3 separate regions of the Sus scrofa genome follow, and regions 1 and 2 are each linked to region 3. Evidence: chromatin contacts called from public HiChIP or PLAC-seq data. All regions are on one chromosome and are shown on one strand. The core of a region is the stretch at or near the end of the contact, and the rest is flanking DNA. Distances in the headings are between cores, read along the strand shown. Region 1 holds the start of MAP2K1 (mitogen-activated protein kinase kinase 1). Region 2 holds the start of ZWILCH (protein zwilch homolog). Region 3 holds the start of RAB11A (RAB11A, member RAS oncogene family).

Region 1 (5,095 bases), core at 1,829-4,328, 520 kb before region 3:
GTCAGAAAACTTAGGGGAACAGTGCCTATTTGTCCCTGACAGCCCACACAAAGATACACAGCAATGAGTCATGGAGGAAGATGCAGATGGCACAGAAAACTGAACAAAGGAGAGTCATTTATCCAGAAGTTAATCACCTTAACACCACCATGACTAGAAATTACCTTCTGGTTTCCTTCAGCCTTCTCAATATTTAGCCAGTAATAAAGGTACCAACAACTAACATTCATGGAAGGTTTATTATTATTAGCTCATTTAATCTCACAACTATGGAGTTCCTGTCCTGCCTCAGTGGTAATGAACCCAATTAGTATCCATGAGGACACGGGTTCGATCCCTGGTCTCGCTCAGCGGGTTAAGGATCCGGCATTGCCGTGAGCTGCAGTGTAGGTCGCAGATGTGGCTCGGATCCCGAGGTGCTGTGGTGCAGGCCAACAGCTATAGCTCCAACTGGACCCCCAGCCTGGGAACATCCACATGCCATAAGTTTGGCCCTAAAAAGACAAAAAAAAAAAAAAAAAAAAAAAAAAAACCTTGACAACTACTCTAAATAGGTTCTATAATCAGACCCATTTTCACAGATGAAGAAACTAAACCTAAGCCTTAGAGAGACTAAGAGACTTGTCCCAGGTCACAAAACCCCAAGTAATAGAGCCCAGTTTCAAACTTAGCCTGACCCCAGAGCCCAACCTCTAACCACTGTTTAGAATCTCTCAGTCCCACCCAAACTCCAGGGTAGTTTCTTCTTTTCCTCCCTATACTGTTTTCTTATAATGAAACTCCTTCCCTTTGCAAGAACACAGCAATGGTGTCACAATTAACAACAGAATGACCATAGGTATTTCCACTTCGTACCCTCCTCCAAATCAAAAGGGAGCAGGATGATCAGGCCACGACATTCAGTGAGAATCAACCTTGGTCAAAACTTGTCCTGGCCTAAAAAAAAAAAAAAAAACCAAAAAACCAAAAAAACAAAAAAAAAAAGGAGTTCCCGTCGTGGCGCAGTGGTTAACGAATCCGACTAGGAACCATGAGGTTGCGGGTTCGGTCCCTGCCCTTGCTCAGTAGGTTAATGATCCGGCATTGCCATGAGCTGTGGTGTAGGTTGCAGACGCGGCTCGGATCCCGAGTTGCTGTGGCTCCGGCATAGGCTGGCGGCTGCAGCTCCGATTCGACCCCTAGCCTGGGAAACTCCATATGCCACGGGAGCGGCCCAAGAAATAGCAAAAAGACCAAAAAAAAAACCAAAAAAACAAAAAAAAAACTTGTCCTGGCCTGCCCTGTCCTGGAGGCCTTTCACACTATTTTAAGGGGATAAAACTCTGTACACTAAAATTGAATGTTTGCAAAGTAATCCACAGACCTGTACAAGTTAATATCATGCAAAACAGACACTACAATAGTGAAAGGAGTTTGTTGAGAACATGTCTGAGGAATGCAGTTGAGCTCCCACCACAGGTCTGTCCACCACTGGCCCTGTGGTCATCATAAGGACAGAAAGAGTCACCAAGTCCCCAGGCTATTAAAATCTAGAGAGACAAAGGAAGGTTACAGAAATCACCAAAGGGCAGAAGGTTCAGGCCTAATCTATTCATTTTATTAGTTAGCTTTCTCAGTCTTCAGTCTGCAGGTAAGAGATTAAGAACTAAATCTTTTCTGGTATTTCTCCAGCTCACCAAGTCTTTCTTCCTCATACAATCCTGTCCCTTACCCAGGACGAAAAGCAGATGTAGGAACTTGGAAACAGCAATGAAACAGTTTCATCACTGTCTAATGAAATAAAGTGCTGGTTTGTGGGCAACACTGGAAGCTGCAGAAATGGAGCACCTTATGTGTGATTTCCAAGGCCAAGGTGTCAGGCCTCAGGTCAGAAATTTAGGGATCATGGTCAAATAAAAAACCCCAGGAGACACTAATGAAAAGCGATTTGATGAATGAGTGAATGAATGGTCAGAAGAAGAAAAAGAAAAGCCGCTCCCTTAGAGACAAGAGGGTTTCCAGGAAGGCCAAGGAATGGGAGCCCCCAAAGTCGACAAGGGAGAAGCCACGGGAATATCAGTGTACACACGCCCCCCCCCCCCCCCGGGCCAGGCGGTAGCCGCAGCGAGGCAATCCTAGGCCACAGGTGTCAGGTAAGAAGGTGAGGGCTGCTAGCCGGTCCCAACTCCACACTCTACAAACTGAGCTGGTCTCAAAGACGCAGATGTGATCTTAATTACTCCAAGACATCTGCTCCCTTCTCCTCGTTACAGGCCAAAATCCCGGAGGATCTGGGGAAAACAGCTGGGGACGGGCGGGCAATGAACCAGTTTTTAATCTTTAAGGGAGAAGAGGAAAATGATCAGAAGTCAGGGATGACTGAAAGGGTCGGGAAAGGGGTGGGGATGGGCGGGGGGGGGGGGAGATCGACACTCCTTGGGTCCACTGACCGGTCTGAATCAGGAGCACAATCAGTGCTTAGTCACCTCGGCGGCGGGGAGTTCCTCGAGCCCGACAGCCCGAGACGTACGTGACGACTCGAGAGGAGCCCCGCGCGCCGCACGCACCCGACTCCGCTCTTGCGCCCCGGCCCGGGCCACCTCAGCACCCCCAGACTTACTCCGCCGAGCTGGTCCCGTTAACCGCGGAGCCGTCGGGGGCCGGGTTCAGCTGGATGGGCGTCGGCTTCTTCTTGGGCATTTTGGACCGAGCGAAAGCGCTTCCAACTCCGCGGGGAGGGCGGCCCCTCTTGTTTCCTCCCTCTGAGCTGCCCGGCGCCCGGCGCGCGGGACCAAGTCAGGGCCACCGGCCCGGGGCTGCCTTCGGGGGGCGCGCTCCGCGCGGTCCTGTCGGCACCGAGGGGGCCGGTGGCGGTCTCGGGAGACCCCCCGCCTTACTCTCTTGGTGCACAGCAAACCGAAGGGCTTCCCCGCCGGCGCAGCTCCGCAGCCCGGGATTCCCTCCGACTCTACTGCAGTCAACCGGTCCCTCCCGCTCGAGGGGCGCCGCGGCGCGCGCACTACAGCCTTGTCCAGCTACAGCCGGGGAAAGTGCGCCGCCGCTACCGCCGCGTTCCAAGCGGGTCCGCGCAGCCGTCCCAGAGAGGGACTGGAGGGCGGGGGAGGGGCGGGGAAGGGGGAAGCCTCACCTCCCCACCCAGGAGGCTGCGTTTTCCACACACCCACTCGGCTCCGCCCCTATTACCTAGCCGACAGCCAATAGGAGCACTCCTCGGCAGCAGATGACGCGGAAATACGTCACGGGGGCGCGGCGCGTTAACCTGGGGGAGGGGTCCGGTGGTGGTTCAGCCGCGCCCTCTGCTGCCCAGAGGCACGCAGGTGGACCCATGGAGAAAAGAGGTCGTGAATCCTGGTTCCCACAGCTAGCAGAGAGGGGAGCTTGACCTGGTTGGTAGCGACACAGTCTCCTGCTCTGCGGTGATTATAGACCCCAGGCCGAGTCACGTTGACAGAGCTGAAGTAATAAAATGAATAAAGGAAAAGACCCGATTTTTGTTTCTAGAGGCAGCGTCGGAAATAGTCAATTTGTCTAGAGACTCCTTGCGCACAACAAACTGGCAAATAGATATACAGATACATATAAAACGGTAATACTACTAATCTGTTAACGAAGGTACAGGGAGATGGGTATTCAGTGGTGATGAGACTGTAAATTGGGGCAACCTTTTCTGAGAGCATGTTGGGAATATATTTTTAAAGTTTTAAAAACAAAAAAAGCTTTTTCAACCAAGATTTCCAGTTCTATAAAACTGAGGAAATAAGATATCAATAAAAAGCTTAAGATCAAAGGTGATTCAAATGACTGAAAGTACACATTGAATCCATCTCTTCCCCTTCGCCTTTCCTAAAGTTCTAAAAGCATTAGGTGTGCAAAACAATGCAAGCATCTGCACCTAGTGGCTCAGAGAAGCGTGTCAGCTGTTTGCAGTATATAGAGAATAAGGTTTCCTTTTCATTTTGTAGACTATTTGAAGTTTTATTATTGTTATTATTATTATATATAGCATATTCAATTTTAAACATTTTAAAAAATTGTTAAGATTAATATGAGAATGTAGGAGTTCCCTCTGTGACACAGTGGGTTAAGAAGCTGGATTTGATCCCCCGCCTGGTGCAGTGGGTTAAAGGATCCAGTGTTGCCACAGCTGTTTCATAGGTTAAAGGTGCAGCTCAAATTCAATCCCTGGCCAGAGAACTTCCATATGCCACCAGTGCAGCCATTTAAAAGATAAAAAAAAAAAAAAAAAGATGAGAATGTAAAATAGTGCAGATAATTGGAAAAATAGTCTGGCAGATCCTCAAACAGTTAAATATAGTTACAGCATGCCCCAGCAGTTCCACTCCTATGTGCTCAAGAGAAATGAAAAAATATATATCCATACAAAATTTGTACACAACTGTTTATGCAAACGTTATGGCAGCCTTAGTTATAACAGCCAAAAAGTGGAAACAGCCTTAGTTATAACAGCCAAAAAGTGGAAACAGCCCTTTCTTTCTTTCTTTCTTTCTTTCTTTCTTTCTTTCTTTTTTTTCTTTGTCTTTGCTTGCGGCATATGGAAGTTCCCATTCCCAGTTCCCAGGCCAGGGATCGAACCTGAGCTACAGCAGTGACCCAAGCAGCTGCAGTGACAATGCCAGATCTTTAACCCGCTGTGGCACAAGGGAAATCCTAGCAAAGGTTTCTTAAACAAGACACACACATTAAAAAACCCCACAAGTCGTAAAGGAAAAATATGATAAATTGGACTACATTACTGTTAATTACTTTCAACCTTCAAAAAGTGTAAAAAAGGGAGTTCCCGTCGTGGCACAGTGGTTAACGAATCCGACTAGGAACGATGAGGTTGTGGGTTCGGTCCCTGCCCTTGCTCAGGGGGTTAATGGTCCGGTATTGCCGTGAGCTGTGGTGTAGGTTGCAGATGCGGCTCGGATCCCGCGTTGCTGTGGCTCTGGCGTAGGCTGGCGGCTACAGCTCCAATTCCACCCCTAGCCTCGGAACCTCCATATGCCGCGGGAGCGGCCCAAAGAAATAGCAAAAAGACAAAAAAAAAAAAAAAGTGTAAAAAAGAGTTCCCTGGTGGTGCAGTGTTAAGGAT
Region 2 (5,112 bases), core at 207-2,706, 620 kb before region 3:
GCAATGGGATCCTACTGTACAGCACAGGGAACTGTGTGTGATTGGGTCATTTTGTTGTACAACAGAACTTGACAAAACATTGTAAATCAACTATACTTTAATAATAACAAAAGAAAAAATAAAGGAAAAAGAGTGGAAAAAAAGATACCATTTTTTATTTGATGTACTCTATGACTCACTGAAATAAAAAGTACACCTGTGACTGCCTCACTTTGACTTTTTTTTTTAGGGCCGCACCCGTGGCATATGGAGGTTCCCAGGCTAAGGGCTGAACCGGAGCTGTAGCCGTCGGCTTACACCACAGCTAAAAAAGCTACAGCTCTTTCTATAATGTTGAAAAAAATCGACAAGCACTACCACTTCTGTAAGCAGTAAAAAAAAAGCAATAAACAATGAAAAAGTATGGCACTTAGAAAATAAGGGGTTAGATTACAGCAAAAACGCAAATTCTTTACAGATCCCACCCAGACTTACTAAATCAGAAACCCTAAAAGTAGGCCCAGCAATCTGTTTTGGCAACCCGCCAGGTGATTCTGACACAAGCTCAAATTTGAGAACTACCGGACTAGATTTTTACTTTGGATGTAGACAGAACTGGATGGAATCTCCTTTGGTACTGGTACTTCACTCTAAAAATAAAATGAGGTCTTCGAGCACTGTGAAATAAAGATGCTTTAAAGGGCCGACACACGATCACTATAGCATTCTAGCTGTTGTTCCTTTCATAATTTCTATCCTGAATAGACTATAACAACACGTTTCACACTAGCAAGGCTTTAAAGAGATGAAGGATATCAACATCTAGTGCTCCATATCCTGACAGGTGCCTCTAACACCACGAGTGTGTGTGTTTATCAGAATAACTCGCCTCTTGGAAAACCTGTCACCTTCCACCTCGAGTGACAGCGTACAGATGTTTTTTTTTTAAAACAAGACTACAAGCAAGCCCCACAGGGCCAATCCCCACAATGGAGCAGATAACAAACCTCTCCTCAGCTCCCAGACCCCAGGAAAGCTGACTAGGCGGCAACATTCGCGCCGCTGGAAACAGGCGAGGCGTTAATCCCCAAGGCTGCGTCTAGAGGATTGGGGGGAGAAATGAGATACCCCGAGGAAGAGGTGCTGTGCTCAGAGCCAAGCCAAAAGCAAGGGTTATAACTCACTTCAGGAGAAGAGCGTAAAACTCTTCAGCAGCTTGGTTCATTCGCAACCACATCTTGCACCCGTCGCACTGCCGAACCGGAACCGCCAATCTGAAATACGCGCCCGACGCTGACGTCCGGGGTCATGACCCCCCCTCCAGAACTACTTTTACCCCACCCCCAAAAGCTCTCGTTTGTTCACAAAGTTAAACTTTTGTTTTATAACACACCGCGGCTTTTCCTGTCCCAATAGTTTTCCATTCCCGTAAGAAAAAGTTAAAATAAGTTTTAGCGGTTTCGGGGAAAAAGATACTGATCTCGCGAGAATTGGCCACGCCCCCTTGTGGATTACTCCGCGAAAAAGAGTCCCTCGGTTGTAAGAGCTCTTTTGGCTTTGAAAATTAATAGAAACCGCAATTTGACACCTATTCAGAAATAATACTCTACTTTTTTATTTATGTAGAGTCGTAGAGAGATATTTTGTGTCCCTGAATCGGTTCTGAGACGGGGCAAGGTGGGGGACGAGTTGAAGATTACATATAGAGTGAGAGTGCTAAGCACTTCCTTTTCCTGTGGGAGCCGCCGGGTTGAGAGGAGCGTGGCCTTCTCCTCTCCCCACCATGGTGAGTGGAGTTCTTCTCGGTTGGGCTTATTTTCTGCTCAATGGGCCTGGCAGGAATGGGTTTGGGGTTTCAGGGCATGAGGTCTTCAAGGCGGGAACAAATGATGGGGGCTAAAGTCGTCTGTTTGCGGCTGGGACCTGGGTAGCGCGGCTCTATGGCAGCCATCTTAGAGGCAACGTGTGCGAGTCGGCGCCCGGCGCGCCTGGAAGCGACTCCGGAGAATCCTCCCCAGATAGTTCTCGGGCGCAGAGGGACCTTTGGAATCCGATCTTTCCTTCGATCTTAGAAGGCATTGGTTCCGCTGAAGACTTGGAAATTCTCGGGGCCTAAAACAGTCTGGGTGAAAGAGTTAGTTTGGGTCCTTGTATCTCCGTGAGCTGTTAAGCAAGGAACATTTATCTCTTTTGAGAAATTTCCTTAAGAAAAATATTTTGTTTCACTGCCTAGATTGGCTAGCTCTTGTGGCATTTAGTAAATTGAGCCTAGTTTATTCATGGTAAGGGTCTTAAAATGTTTATGCTCAATATAAAGGATGGTTTGATACTAGGTTTTCCTTGCAATGATGGCGTAATTTGCGTCTTACTCTGTTCTCAGCGACAGTTGCCTGCTGTCAGTAAGCTGGTTCAGAAGGGTGACGAAAATTCTACTGAGCAAGGCATAATCTGTTCTTAATTACTAAAGTTTGAGAAATGAGATTCTTAACTCGGAAAATAGATGTGTCGTGGGGGCCTCATGTTTGCGCCAACCAAGATCTGGCGATGTTAGTACCGCAGAGTGAATTAATTGTGTGTCAGCTTAAGATCTGCCTCTGAAAGCGTTCTGGTCCTTTTGGCTTAGAAGTTGCATTTCCACAAATACAGTCTGCATGCACCATGTGTCCTGGGGAGTTGAGTGAACAAAACAGTCAGAAAGCACTATCCTTATGATGCATCCGTTGTAATTGAGTTGGACAAAATGGATTGTAATGTTTGGTGGCATTAAATGATGTAATCATAGGCAATGAGAGAGGAGGCAGTAGTTGGGCTTCAGTGATCTGAGAAACCTTCAAAGTGGCCTGAAGTGTAGGTATGGGGGAGGGTATCTTTAAGAAGACTTGTTAACTCTGAGGCAGGAGGGGGATATCTCTGAGGTAGGTCTGAGTATCTGGAAGAGAGTATGGGAGTTGAGGTTAACAGGTGGCTGGTGTGGGTCATCCTCAGAGTCTTAGTTAACTTTGAGGGAGTAAGTCCTTGGAGAAGATTATGTAAAAAGTAACATGACTGGCGTTTTTACTAGTAAGTTTTGGAAGATGTTTTTGGAATGGGATGAAGGAAGCAAGGATGGATATTTGGAATAGAGCTCTGTTAGATCAAATTTGCTTATATTTGGGATGAACAAATTTGAATGGTGGCATTAAACTGCATTTTCAAACCTTGTGATGTATGATTTTGATGAGTTTGCTTTCTAAGGCCTGGTTTGGAAGTTTTAATATAAAGCATTCTCTTTGAAAACAGTGAAATTTCTGTGGCAGAACTTAAGAATCTAAGTGTCCTTCAAATGTATATTGATGTTAATAGACCTGATGGTGTGTTAGTAACTTAGCCTCTGTTTTTGGTTTTAGCATTACTTCCTAGTCAAACTCCAGTCTCTTCTGTAACAGTAGTTAATGCTTTTGTTGACATGTGAGAAGAGTGCCTCTGTTGCTTGTCAATATAAATATTTTCCTTTTTCTCAGGCGTGTGCTCGTCCACTGATATCAGTGTACTCAGAAAAAGGGGAGTCATCTGGCAAAAATGTCACTTTGCCTGCTGTGTTCAAGGCTCCCATTCGACCAGACATCGTGAACTTTGTTCACACCAACCTGCGCAAAAACAACAGACAGCCATATGCTGTCAGTGAATTAGCAGGTATGGATTTAGGGGTTTCATGGGTTGGTATTTTAAAACAGCAATGATGAAATTCCACTCCGTTGGTCCGTGTTTCTGAACCACATGATTTTCCTGGATGTTCTGATGCTGTTTGCTAATAGCATAGTCATAGACTAGTGTGGTTGGGTAGCTGAAACTTGTGTTTCTTCACAATTTCAGGTCATCAAACCAGTGCTGAGTCTTGGGGTACTGGCAGAGCTGTGGCTCGAATTCCCAGGGTTCGAGGTGGTGGGACTCACCGTTCTGGCCAGGGTGCTTTTGGAAATGTATCCTTTGTTTCACTACCTAGACTGGTCAGCTCTTGTGGCATTTAGCAGCCTGGACCTGCTTTATTCATGTTAGTGGTTTAAAAATATGTTCAAGGAGTTCCCGTCGTGGCGCAGTGGTTAACGAATCCGACTGGGAACCATGAGGTTGCAGGTTTGATCCTTGCCCTTGTTCAGTGGGTTAACGATCCGGCGTTGACATGAGCTGTGGTGTAGGTCACAGACGTGGCTCGGATCCTGCGTTGCTGTGGCTCTGGTGTAGGCTGGCGGCCGCAGCTCCGATTGGACCCCTAGCCTGGGAACCTCCATATGCCGTGGGAGCGGCCCAAGAAATGGCAAAAAGATTTTTTTAAAAAATGTCCAAAATATTGAAGAGTCCAGGTTAACGATAACAGATGCAACATTATGTTTTGCTTGCAATGATGTCGTAATTTGCGCCTTACTCTGTTCTCAGCGACAGTTGCCTGCTGTCAGTAAGCTGGTTCAGAAGGGTGACGAAAACTCCTACTGAGCAAGGCATAACCTGTTCTTAATTGCTAAAATTTGAGAAATGTAATTCTTAACTGGGAACATAGATGTGTCGTGGGGGCCGCATGTTTGCGCCAACCAAGACCTGGCGACGTTGGCATCGCAGAGTGAACACAACACAGAAGCGATATGCCATCTGCTCTGCACTGGCTGCCTCAGCCTTACCAGCGCTGGTCATGTCTAAAGGTTTGTGATATTTTATTTTCTATGAGTTGTATGAAATGCTCCTTTTTTCCTTCACCTGAAAGTTTTCATTGGTGTTGATACCTTGTATAAATTCTCTTCATCTTAGAGGGCCTGGCTAAATTTCCCTCTGCTAAATACTAGTTATGACCACTTCAGTCTAAAAACTCAGTCATTAATGAATACTTTGTACCTAGGGGAGTAATTCAAATACAGTGATTTGGTATATTGATACAACTGTCAAAATGATGAGATTCCACTTCATTGGTCCGTGTTTCTGAAAAACATGATATTTGTGAGAATTCTGATTTGGCAGATTGTATACCATTTTGATTTTGTGAGTTTGATGCAACTTATCAAAGGAATTGGGGTAACCACGTCTGCGTTAATTGGCTTTGTCAGGTCATCGGATTGAGGAAGTTCCTGAACTTCCTTTGGTGGTTGAAGATAAAGTTGAAAGCTA
Region 3 (4,727 bases), core at 325-2,824:
TTCTCAGCACCCAGTGGCAAAGTCAGACACAGTCACCAAGCTTAACATTCTTTTTTAACTCCACCCTCCACTGTAAAGCTTTAATAGCAATGGCTTCTTCCTCCCTGGTAATGATCTTTGTTCAGCATACTACTGATGGCTGCCCTCCTAATTCAGGAGCAGAGAAAGAGCATCAGAGAGAGCGCATTCACTGAACAAAAAAAGCATTTACTGTACTTTTCTCTCTGAAAACTGTACCTTTTATCTTTGTTGATTAAAAAAAAAAACAAACTATTTGGATTCTTTCTGGACTAGCCAATAAGCAATTTTTCTTCACTCCACCCTCCAATGTTTTGTCCAAGGGCACTACATGTTTCCCTATCTTATAAAAAATATTTAATTTGACCAAAGAGCACACAACTTCGCCATGCGCCCCCCTCCCAACTCCCATATTTTGGCAAAGGTATGTGACCAACTAGGACTCTTCCCTTCCTGTTCTAAAAACACCAAAAGGTTGGATCCTCCCAGTGTTGCAGCAGGAAGCAACCAGTCCATAGCGATAAAGCAAGCTAGTATTTGTGCAGCGCACAACCTTTCCTGCTCAGGAACTGGGCCTTCAGGTCTGGCAAGGATAACAGCCGCCACCCATCCGCAACCCCTTGTCGGGAGCAGTGTTAAGAGTTATCCTGGGCTGGTTGCCGCTGGGTAGGGAGGGTAGGAGAAAAAAAGGATGGGTGCAAGTCACATCGGTCTGCCGGTCACTGCGACAAGTACGCGCGTGGGTGATGGGACCATCCCTCTTGCCCTAACCCCCACCACCACCACCACCACCCTCAGGGTCGCACAGGAGACACGGGAGAGCTCCTAAACTAAACTATGTGGGGAGAGGAGGCAGAAAAAGAGTTACCAACCACGGGGGCTGTGCGCGAAGGTTACGGACCTCGAGAGCTGTGGGGCGGGTGGGGGTGGGGCCGCTGGCCCGTTTGGGTTTTAACCAGGGCCTGGCCAAGGAGATGGGAGAACCGGACTAGGAGAGGCGTCTGGCCGTGGGGAGGGGCGTGAGGAGACGCAGAGGAGAGGCTTGCCCAAGGGGAAAGGGAGGTTGATAAGAAAAAGACCTGTAGTGGAAGTGTGCGCCGAAGGAAAGGTGTGGGAGCAAAGAGAAAGGCCTGTCAGAGGGGCTCGGGATGTCTGCTGAGGGGGCGCCCAACCCGAAAAGATGGAAGGTGGGAGGGGCTCCCCTTTGAAGAGGCCGTGGAACCCGGGAAATAAGGAAGGCGATGTGGGAGAAGGCAGTCAGCAGCGAGAAGGGGGCACGGTAGGGACGCTGAGGCTTCCTAAGGCCTCCGGGGAGGTCGCTAAGAGCCAGTGTGGAGCCTAAGTGAGGGGGAAAAAAAGGGACTGAGCTGCGAGACGGCAAAACGAACCGCACTGAGAGGAAGGGCTGAGGAAGGCCAATCTCAGAGCCGGGGCAGCCCGCCGGGCGGGTCCCCCGGGAGTGTCCCAGGCCCCCGAACCGGGACTCGGGGGCCTGTCCGAGAGCCCACAGCCTCACCTTTGAAGAGGTAGTCGTACTCGTCGTCGCGGGTGCCCATGGCCAGGCGGAGGAGCGAAGGGGCGGGAGCAGTAGAGAGACCGGTGGGACCAGGGGGCGTCGCTGCAGGGGTAACCCAAGCGCCGAGCTTCAGCTGCCGGACCGGGTGAAGAACCCCTCCCTGCCGCTACGCCACTTCCGGCAGGCCCCAGCCCCTAAGGGGAAGTACTTCCGGGGAGGCAGTACTCCGCCCCTGAATCCAAGAAGGCGGTAGGCGTGAACCTCGTGGGTCTCAAGTTCTGAGCCACTCCAGAAGGTTCCGAGGAGCTACTGAGCCCCGGCCTGTCGACTGACCGCACTCCCAGCTGCTGCTCACCACACTTCCTGGTCTCCTTTATTCCGCGGGCCGCCAGGCGGAGAAGCCGGGCGCTGGAGAGCACTGCAACACTGATTCCTTTGGTGGAACTGTGGATGGGGGCGGGGTTATCTAAGGATTAGAGAGCCGAAGGCGGCCTCTTGAGCGTGTCGGTTCCATGGTGTAATGGTTAGCACTCTGGACTCTGAATCCAGCGATCCGAGTTCAAATCTCGGTGGAACCTAGGACACTTTTTCCTAGCTATGTTTTTATAATTCATTTACTTATTCACTAGGTGATCGAGGTACAACCATGGTATATCTGTCCTTGAACTAAGTAGAGAGGAAATGACACATGTCTTTGCCTGGGAAAACTTCATATAGTTCCCTCTTAAGTTCTGTGCTGTCACCTAGGTGCTTTCTAAGTAGCCTCTGCGCTTCATTTTTTTAAAATGGGCCTTTGGACTTAAACCTGAATTCCAAAGCTTCCGTGACACCTGATTCCTTTTGCTAGAATCAGAATTCCTTTTGCTAGAATTCCATTTCTCCAGGAATTTCTCAAACCATCTCCAGATGTCATTCAAAGAACCTCGCCCACCCTCCTCCTCAAAATTCATCAAGAACTTCTTGCACCCTATTTGTCATCCCCTAAGCTAAACCTAGTTACATAATTATTTCATTTAACACACAGAGCAAAGGATGGCAATTAACATTTTAGCGGAAATGTGGATGGGGAGCCTCAAGAGATTACCGAAGACCACACAGCAGTACCTCCCTGTATTTTAAGAGAGTTTGTTAGGCTAAAAAGTTTTTCCCCTTTATTGTCAAACCCCACTACCACCTATATGCAATTTAGACTTTGGGGCAAGGGTACCTGTAGTAAGCTGAATAATGGTGCCCCAAAGATGTTCACTTCTCAGTCCCAAGGAACTGTGAATATGTTAGGTTACATGGCAAAGGGGAATTGCGTTCGCAGATGGACTTAAGGTTGCAAATCAACTGACTATAAAATAGGGAGATTATAAAAATCATTAATAAATACATATTAAAAGAAATAAAATAGGGAGATTAGCATGGATTCTTCAGGTGCGCCAAATGTCCTCTCGAGTGTTCTTAAAAGTAGGGTAGACAGAGGAGGTCAGTGATGTCATGTGAGAAGGCCTCAACCAGCCCATGTGGCTTTGAACATGGAGAAAGGGGGCCAGGAGCCTAGGAACATAGAAGCTTATTATAGAAGATGGAAAAGGCAAGGAAATTGATTCTTCCCTAAGGCCCCCCAGAAAAGAACACAGCCCTGCTGACATCTTGATTTTAGCCCAGTGAGACTCATGTCAGACTTTTGACCTACAGAATTACAAAATAATAAATGTGTGTTGCTTTAAGTCGCTAAGTTTGTGGTAATTTGTTTCAGCAGCAATAGAAAACTAATACAGTGCCATTTTCGATGCTTTCTGTGACAGTATAAAGCAACAGAAGGTTTACCTAAGGCCTAGATACTGCCTTGAGCATTATCCATGTTAGAGGAGAACAAAATTACTCAAACAGCTAAACATTATGTGTACTACAGATCACTTATGACACTCCTAGCACAACTCAGGTAGATAGTCAGGATGGATGCAAGAAAAGGGGGAGTATCAGTTACCAGACAGGCCTGAAGGAGAGTTCTGGCAACATGCCACAGTTCAGAGGGGCTGAGATAATTAGGAAGAACTCCCTGGAAGAAGAGGAACTAGCATTGACCCCTGAAGAAAGTAAGGAAACTTATGTGGGGAAATGGAGGAAATTAGATGATAAGAGCATGTTGAGCAAGGCCATTCATGCTCGAGGAAGAATTATGAACTTTTTCCCTTAAGTCATTGTTTCTCAATGGTGTGTCCTGAGAAGGTCAATAGTATTCCTCAAAAGAAGGAACTGCATGTTTCAATAAATTGAGAAGCACTGTACATGGTTTTCCCTACCTTAGAAGGTCCCCTAGCACACTGGTATTTTAAAGTCTAAATATGCCACTCTGAAGACAAAAAATTTTAACTGTGCTGAACTTAGCACTTCCTAGATTCACCTGTGAACAAAAAAAGAGCAAAGACTATTGTTCACCATCCAGTGATATAAGGGTTAAATCACAACCTATTGCAGTTACCTACCCTGACCTCTTAGGAGCAGTTTCTGAAAACTACCTAGAGGGCTATAGTCATCAGCAAGACCTTGAATAAAACTCACAACTCTCATGTTGTGTATTTCCCTTTAAATCAGCACACCAAACCACAGCACTCTTTTCCTGGGGAACACCTGAGCACTCCTCTGAACATTTGGGAGGGGGCCATAAAAGATTTGTGGACAGAGAGGCGACTGAAGTAAATCTGGCCTTTGGAAAAGTAAACTGTGTGGACTACAGGATTAGGATAAAGAAAGACTGGAGGTACAACAATCAGTTAGAAAGCTGTTGTAATTAACTAGGCACAAAACTGGTATAAAAATAATGGGGCATAGCGAAGGGACTAGAAAAGCCAGAAAACTCAAAAGCTGTTGTGGAAAAATCCATGGTGAATGGATTCCATGGACAAAGAAGAGGATTAGGGCTTTGCTTTCTTGTTACTAGCCCTCCTCCCCAAAACAAGAAAGACTTAATTTTACTTCAAATAAAAAGTAAAATTTAAAGTAAAGGGGAGGAGGGCTAGTAATTGCTTGATGTATGTTTTTTAAATCTCTCAAGAAATACAGGAGGAGTTCCTGTTGCGGTGCAGCAGAAACGAATCTGACTAGGATCCATGAGGTTGTGGCTTCGATCCTTGGCCTCGCTCAGTGAGTGGGTTAAGGATCTGATGTTACCATGAGATGTGGTATAGGTCACAGACGCAGCTCA

What was found. HiChIP or PLAC-seq counts read pairs in DNA pulled down with a chosen protein or histone mark.
Region 1: a contact with region 3 is called in an H3K27ac HiChIP or PLAC-seq map of alveolar macrophages. The contact joins the promoter of MAP2K1 here to the promoter of RAB11A in region 3. A contact is called at or near these places in 1 of 5 promoter capture datasets (liver) and 1 of 2 datasets of contacts at active chromatin or transcription factors (alveolar macrophages).
Region 2: an H3K27ac HiChIP or PLAC-seq map of alveolar macrophages shows a contact between it and region 3. The contact joins the promoter of ZWILCH here to the promoter of RAB11A in region 3. A contact is called at or near these places in 1 of 47 Hi-C or Micro-C datasets (embryonic fibroblasts) and 1 of 2 datasets of contacts at active chromatin or transcription factors (alveolar macrophages).

Annotation. Positions count from the first base shown.
Region 1 is chr1:164,379,875-164,384,969 of Sscrofa11.1, reverse strand. It overlaps MAP2K1 (mitogen-activated protein kinase kinase 1), which reads right to left and starts at 3,078. Exons shown (of 10, transcript NM_001143716.1): 1 at 2,600-3,078. The coding sequence starts at 2,679.
Region 2 is chr1:164,478,129-164,483,240 of Sscrofa11.1, reverse strand. ZWILCH (protein zwilch homolog) reads right to left here and starts at 1,456. Exons shown (of 19, transcript XM_021100319.1): 1 at 1,164-1,456. The coding sequence starts at 1,216. RPL4 (60S ribosomal protein L4) reads left to right here and starts at 1,476. Exons shown (of 10, transcript XM_005659862.3): 1 at 1,476-1,765; 2 at 3,480-3,651; 3 at 3,832-3,938; 4 at 4,514-4,652; 5 at 5,052-5,112. The coding sequence starts at 1,763.
Region 3 is chr1:163,855,101-163,859,827 of Sscrofa11.1, reverse strand. It overlaps RAB11A (RAB11A, member RAS oncogene family), which reads right to left and starts at 1,574. Exons shown (of 5, transcript NM_001031788.1): 1 at 1,535-1,574. The coding sequence starts at 1,574. TRNAQ-CUG (a tRNA gene) reads left to right here and starts at 2,041; the gene lies at 2,041-2,112.